Linked DNA regions of Sus scrofa: region 1 is linked to region 2. Evidence: chromatin contacts called from public HiChIP or PLAC-seq data. All regions are on one chromosome and are shown on one strand. The core of a region is the stretch at or near the end of the contact, and the rest is flanking DNA. Distances in the headings are between cores, read along the strand shown.

What was found. HiChIP or PLAC-seq counts read pairs in DNA pulled down with a chosen protein or histone mark.
Region 1: a contact with region 2 is called in an H3K27ac HiChIP or PLAC-seq map of skeletal muscle. The contact joins two enhancer-like sites. A contact is called at or near these places in 5 of 47 Hi-C or Micro-C datasets (liver, psoas muscle and skeletal muscle) and 1 of 2 datasets of contacts at active chromatin or transcription factors (skeletal muscle).

Annotation. Positions count from the first base shown.
Region 1 is chr8:130,219,226-130,222,911 of Sscrofa11.1, reverse strand. The region is part of intron 8 of FAM13A (protein FAM13A); the gene reads right to left. Among named protein-coding and RNA genes, the nearest start is that of NAP1L5, 140 kb to the left of the region's middle. Within about 2 kb of position 1,696, at least 67 of the 83 cell types and tissues checked have an H3K27ac peak or open chromatin away from gene starts, as enhancers often do. A contact at or near this core is called in skeletal muscle, where this site is marked.
Region 2 is chr8:130,152,970-130,156,612 of Sscrofa11.1, reverse strand. All of the region lies in intron 7 of FAM13A (protein FAM13A), which reads right to left. Among named protein-coding and RNA genes, the nearest start is that of FAM13A, 130 kb to the right of the region's middle. Within about 2 kb of position 1,477, at least 4 of the 83 cell types and tissues checked have an H3K27ac peak or open chromatin away from gene starts, as enhancers often do. A contact at or near this core is called in skeletal muscle, where this site is marked.

The sequences.
Region 1 (3,686 bases), core at 447-2,946, 66 kb before region 2:
AATCACATTGGCAAAAGTGATTTTAAAAATCCTAAAACGTGACCTTGGGCAACTCGGATTTCTTCCAAGCCTCAGTTTTCCTGCCGTGAAACTGGAGGGCTGGACTCGGTCACCACGAGGTGACTTCCAGCTTCAACATTCCTGGATATCTTATTCACGTATTCGTTCACCAGCAAGCAGTGTTCTTTTTAACAAGCCCTTTGCTTAAATTTACCTTTTTTCTGCCTTGGTAAAACTCCTCCAGCCACCCTCTGCAATCCACATTATAATCATTAACGAACAAAACAGAGCCTTGCGCTCAATCATTCTTACAGATCTGCTTTTTTTTTTTTTAGGGTGTCATTTGTGTAATAAACCTATCTGGAATTATTCATGGAGAAATAATATCCTTAACGTTTATGTCCATGTACTATAAAGTACTTATTGATAGAAAGTCCTTGCCTAGATCTGAACTCCAGAAGATAGGGCTCCTAAGATGCATTTTGAAAAGGCTTCTAGCCTATGGACATCCTTGCCACAGCTTCCCCAAAATTGCTAGGAAGCTGATTCAGCTTTATTTTAAACCTGCTCAATGCCGTCTTCAGTTTCTGCATTTCTTCAAGTGTCAAGGCTACTTTCTTACATTGACTTTCTTTCGAGGAAGGAAACAACTGACCAGACGAAGCATAAAAGATAAGACGGTGGGCATAAATATCAGTAAAAGAGGCAAGAGAATATTTGCATTTCTGTGGTCTTAGGAAAGAACATTTTGTCCAACGGACCCGACACAGCTTGCAGCCTATTACCGAAAGATGCCAAGTGGTGGCCAAGTTAACATGGTTTTATACCACGCAGAAAACACAGACCAGAAAAAAAGACCCGAAGAGGAAAGAATACTACCTTTGCAGAGGCATGATTTCGCAAGCCATCCTTGTCTGGCAGTTTGCAAGGGACTCTCACAACTGTCTCTTCCGCGCCAAAGTTGGTCTGGACGGGTGAGCGGCTGCTCGGCGGCTCACCGTGGCTGAGCTGGGCTTGGGGCGTGAGGCGGCACCTCACCGCTGCCGCTGCCACCGCCACCGCCGCGGGGGGGGGAAGCAACTTGGGCTGCCGTCAGCCAGCGTCCTGCGGCTCTCAGCCTGCAAACTTGAGCAGTGCGATTCGATCGCAGCCTCTTGACTTTAACACCGCAGTCCACTTTGACCTTTGTTCCAGGGAAGCAGCTGAACCAGCCAGCCAATCAGAGCCGCAGCTGCTTGCAGGGCTTAAAGGCGCTGCTGCTTTGGCCTCTGCGGCTGGGCTGCCGCTCCTCCTCCGGCTCCTCGGGAGGCTTGCCTAAATCTGGTAACTCGAAACTCTCTGCCGAGCTGGTCCCCAGACAAGCCTGTCCGTCCGGAGAAAGCAACCAATAACTGCAGCAAGAGCACAGAGTCCCTTGACTTCCTAACATTACTGAGACAGCCAACAAGGAAATCCATTTGTCCGGGAGAGACTCTGCCTCTGAAACTAAAGGTTTCTGTGACAGAAGGCAAGTTACCCGGCCCCCTTACGTCCTGAAAAAAAGAAAAATTAAAAAAAAAAAAAAATCAAACAACCCACTAGCATGGGAAGGCGTGATACTTTTCTAGAAGGAAGGCATGCTTCTAGAACCCTGCCCTACCCATATTTATTTCCTGCTGATGTTTGTTTACATTGTGGGGGTTACTAGTCACTGGTGACATCTCCCAAGGCACGTAGCAGCTCTCATTTCTGGGGAGAAAACACGTCCCAAGACTGCCCATGGTCTCAAGGGATCCAAGAAGCCACTCCCACGGAAGCTATTTCGACGTACAATTTTGGCATTTCATCCCTATAAACTTGAATGTGTTTGTAGAGTAATTTTCCTCTAAGAACACCCACAGCACTTTTTTTTTTTTTTTTGGTTGGTTGGTTCTTCATTTAATTTATCGATTTTTTTTTTTAAGGTAACAATAAATCAGTGTCTCCTAAGGTCTGCCACAGGCCTGTTAACTAAGCTTCCCCTTAGGGGCCTCCTCAGCGAGGAACACCACGCTTTATTTTGGGAACATCATTGTTAATCTGTAGATGAACAGAATAGGAGAAATATATTTTAATAAGAGTTCTTTCATAGCCCAGGACTTGCCGGGAGCTACAACAAAGCCCAGAGCATTACGGTTGGCAGAAGAAAGGGCAGAGAGCCAAGACCAAGATGTTCAGAAACGGGGTTGGGGGGGGTGCAAGACGACCAAAACGGTGTCCTCTTCTCTGTACTTTTTCCCAGATTTTTTTTTTTACAGACCAGTCATCATTCTGAATTTAGAACACAAAGCCCATTGCAAGCGTCTACTTTCTGTTGCTATATCTGCTAGTAAAAACATTTCATTGTCTGACTAAATCCTCTATCACATTTATGAAATGGATTAGTCACCCTGAAATGTAGGTTCAGACCTCGTGATAGCATATCAATAACTAAAATCAGCCTTTTAAAACAACGGAAGTTGACTTAAGTCCAGAATTTACTTCAATCAAAGTTGTCCTCAGAGTCTGTTTTGATTCGACATTTAGAAACTCCAATAATAATAAATCCGTTCTCTGTATTTGCTTAAGGTTTTATCTTTCAAAAATGTATCTTTATATCTTGCTTAATACTTCAGTTAACTTCTTGAGTTAGGAAATCACTATTATTTATCACAATATTTTATTGATGAGTAAACTTGATACTAGAAAATTAGGTAATTTGTTCAAATTCATATGGGAAGTTAGTGGCAGAATAGAAATGGGATTCAGAATTTCTCAAGTCTGCCCCAGAACTCTGCTACAAGGCATACTGCTTACTCTATTCTACATGAGTTTTTAAAATATTTCATAACAAACATTTTTAGAAATGGTTAAAACTCAAATGACAGAACAATATTTTGTCTAATTTGGTGGACACATCAATACTATATGGCTAACACAGATATATGAGTTCAATAATAAAGGACCCATCCAATCTCTTGGGCTAGACCATGATGGAAGTTACTATAAGAAGAGGAATGTGTGTATATATAGTGGTGTGTATATATTGTCATATACGTGTGATCGGGTTATTTTGCTGCACAGCAGAAATTGGCACATCATTGTAAATCAACCACACGGTAACAAAAAAATTAACAACAAAAAATCAAAAAAAGGACCTAGCAGGAGTTCCCGTCATGGCGCAGTGGTTAACGAATCCGACTAGGAACCATGAGGTTGCGGGTTCGGTCCCTGCCCTTGCTCAGTGGGTTAAGGATCCGGCGTTGCCGTGAGCTGTGGTGTAGGTTGCAGACGCGGCTCGGATCCCGCGTGGCTGTGGCTCTGGCGTAGGCCGGTGGCTACAGCTCCGATTCAACCCCTAGCCTGGGAACCTCCATATGCCGCGGGAGCGGCCCAAGAAATAGCAACAACAACAACAACAACAACAACAACAAAAGACAAAAGACAAAAAAAAAAAAAAGGACCTAGCATTATAAAAATATGGTACATCCAACTACAATTTACATTCAATACAGACGACAGGTAAAATACTGATGAATAGGAGCATTCAAGATTTCCCATCTGATTCCACATATATTTCCTGCTAAGTTAGGTCTTCCTTTCAACACCCCTCTAACATATGCCACATTACCAATGAGATGTCGATGGTCATTTCTGTAAGTCACCGAAGACTATATATAACTCAGTCA
Region 2 (3,643 bases), core at 228-2,727:
GGGGTGAAACAATGCTAGCTGGAAAAAGCAGAATACTAAAAGCACGTGTACACACATGAATTAAAGTCCCATAAAATATATTCACATCCATTAATAGTGATTTTAAAATAATTTGGAATCTTGGTAAAATTGAATGCTTATTACTCTTAATTTGCATATTGAAAATAAATGATGTTCTTACTAAAATTTCTCAAAACCCTACATCATTTGTTTCTAGTTTGTTTGTTTGCCTATTTTTGCCTTTTAGGGCTGCGCCCATGACATATGGAAATTCCCGGGCTAGAGGCTAAATTGGAGCTACAGCTGCCAGCTTACACCACAGCCACAGCAACACAGGATCTGAGCCGCATCTGTGACCCACACCACAATTCACGGCAATGCCAGATCCCCGACCCACTGAGGGAGGCCCGGGATGGAACCTGCATCCTCATGGGTACTAGTTGGATTTGTTTCCCGTGCACCACAACGGGAACTCCTGTTTCTAGTTTACTTTGATAATAGACATCAGCATGTTAAGCACCATTTAAGAAAAGTCAACTGTGACAATTTGTCTCATAGAAGAAAATCTCCTTCATAAATGATGCCAGGTCCCTAAAATCATTAACCCCTGAAAAGAAAAATAATTTAACATTTGCTGCTATGACATAACTGTTTACTTGATAACTGCATTACCTTTATCACACATTTTATAGTTAATATGACTTGGTCTGCTAAAGGAAATGTTTGTAAAAGCATTTGGAGAATCCAATGACTAAGTAAAACTATTACGTGCTTATAACTTTAATTTTTATTAGGGCAATTTTATCCACTGATAAAGTCAGGAAGGGAAAGAGATTATCCTTTGTTTGCTACCTTCATCATAGCACTGAATGAAATCTGACTTACATCTTTAAACAAAGACCTGACCTTTAGTTGTTTTTATCATGGTCAAGAACACAGCAAGTGCAGTAGGAAGTCTAGATCATACGCCAAGAGGGGAGAGAAGGTAGTTTTCTGCCTTCAGTTCCTGAATCCTCTGTAGGGCTTACACTGGGACCAGTGAATATGGGTTATTGAGAGCCATCGGCACTTGTGTTAGGTAGAAAGAGACTTAGTCTCCTCTTCTCTGATCATGATATACTAGGTCATAAGGAACTGTGTCTATGTTCTGCATCTCTTTTAAATAGTTTCCTTGATGCTCCTTCTGTATCATCTGTCTCAGTGATTTGTTGGCATATGTAGCCAGCACAGTACTGGGCATGAAATGGTTATATGAGCATGTCGCTGAGCTAGCAGGGCTGGTGATCATTGCTCATCCAGGAAGTGTCATGGCACTGTGTACTGGAGGTATCTCCTCCCACCCCAGCCTGGACCCAGGTCAAGAAGTAGCTTTCCTTTATAAGGGAGAGAAATACAATCCTCCCCATTGCCTAAGAGTAGAGACAGCAGCTAGCAGAGGGAACACAGATGGGGACAGATGGCATGGACTGGAGAGACATCTCCAGAGCCAAAGGACACATGCCATTTCTGGATTACCATTTTACATGTCCCCCCATATAGGGATCAGAAATACTGAGCTGTCCAAGGCACACACAGCTGCAACTAGAGAGGTCTGAGAAAGACAGCTATGGAGGCCAAACGAAGTAACATGAGTACCAAGGATACACATCATTGACATAGCTCACTAAGTCACTCGAGAAAGGACACACCAACCATATTTTTGTTTGCTTGTTTGTTACACCAATTATATTTCGAAGGTGTTCTCAGCTTCAGCTTTCAAAGATCAATCGATGGAAAAAAAGATCTTAAGATACAAAAACTTAGTGAAAGAGTTAGGGCCTTATAATCTCTTGCCGCTCACATGCTCTGCCTCATTTCTGGGGATTTGAAATTACAAGGACTTTAATCACCTCTAAACTAAGCAGAGCTACGCAAAGCTTAGTTTGCTCATGTAAACTTAAACTTGCTCCTGTAAGACCACAAAGAAGCTAAAGTTACAAACTAAGGATTAACCAGTGAAGTAATTTCTATAGTGAATTAGCTTGGTCATGAACCATACAGTGAAATGGAAAAAGGATAATCAATGCACATTAATTATTAATTCTCTATATGCCTGAAATATTCCAAATGGGGTTGATTTCATGAGAATAATAGAATCCCTTCAAAGAATTTTTACAAGAGGTTGCAGGATGGTCTTTCATTTACCTAGTGAGTCCTCTAAGGTATTCTCACCTCAAAGTAGTTAGGCCAATATAAATGGAGTTAATGAGCAAATATTATCTAAAAATGTCCCTCGAATCCTACGTTTTTTTCAGTGCATTTGTTTGGTGAGTATTTTGTTGTTGTTGTTGCTTTTTTAGGGCTGCACCAGTGGAATATGGAAGTTCCCAGGCTAGAGGTCAAATCAGAGCTGCAGCTGCTGGCCTACACCACAGTCACAGCAGGCCAGGATCTGAACCGCATCTGTGACCTACACAACAGCTCACAGGAATGACCCTGACCCACTGAGTGAGGCCAGGGATTGAATCTGTGACCTCATGGACGACAGTCAGGTTTGTTACAGCTGAGCCACAATGGGAACTCCTGGCGAGTATATTTCGACACTGAATTTTTATTAATTCATAGTAAACACGATTTCTAATAAAAATTTGAATTAGTTGTCTGTAAGTTGTATACACAAATATTTCAGTGAAAAAGGTACAAAAGTTGCTTGAATTTGGAAAGGAAAGCATAATAATTAAAATAATTTTCCAGAAAAAAAATGAAGGTGGAATAAGTTTTAAACAGGTGTTTTTATTTCTTGTAGAAATAAACTGTAGTCTCTTACTACAAATGAGACACTAAGTAATTACTCAATACTTCACTTGATTTGCCTTTAAAAATAAAGCCACAATTATAACCTGCAATTAAAACCAGAGACCAAAATTCTTTTAAATCTTGCCTAAATTGGACTCCAGAAAGTTTGGAAAACATTTTGTCTTAGAGCTGGAAAAAAAGCCGCTCTCTAAATATCATAGTGGCCAGATAGGAATATTATAGACATCTAGTAAAGAGAAGTTCTACTCAAAAGAAAAGTTAAAAATTTGGAAAGGGGCTCTAAAATTAATGTAATCACTTTTCTGGTAGATAAATGATAAAAAATTTTCACAACGTATTTTGGATTAAAGGAGTTTTTCTTTTCACTGGCAAAACAATTATGGGCATTTTGGAATTACCTTAGTAAGGAAAACAAAATTTTACACATTGGAACCCTTTATTCTATCATATGTATGATGGTTTTAATTTTTTTTGTTAAAATTTACTTAAATAATTTCCACTGATCATGTGCTATTTTTATAATCATGAAAAAAAAATCAATGAAGTGATTTCTATTTTGCAAAAGAAAAATTACAGTTGCCCATTTTATTTCACCCCCGGAAGTAACCTTCCATTACACCTGAGTGGCCTCTGTGTCATAGGGAATACAGTGGAAACAATTCTGATTGAGCAGAAGTAAAACTGTCTACTAAAAAATATCACTGTCTGTTAAATAACAGGAGTGTCCTAAGAATTTATCAATAAATATAACCTTGAATTAAATATACTACATGGACAGTGAGGTCCAAAAAAAAAAAAAGGTGGAAGGGGAAGCGCTGAGGGAAACCCAAGCAACAGAGCATGAAAA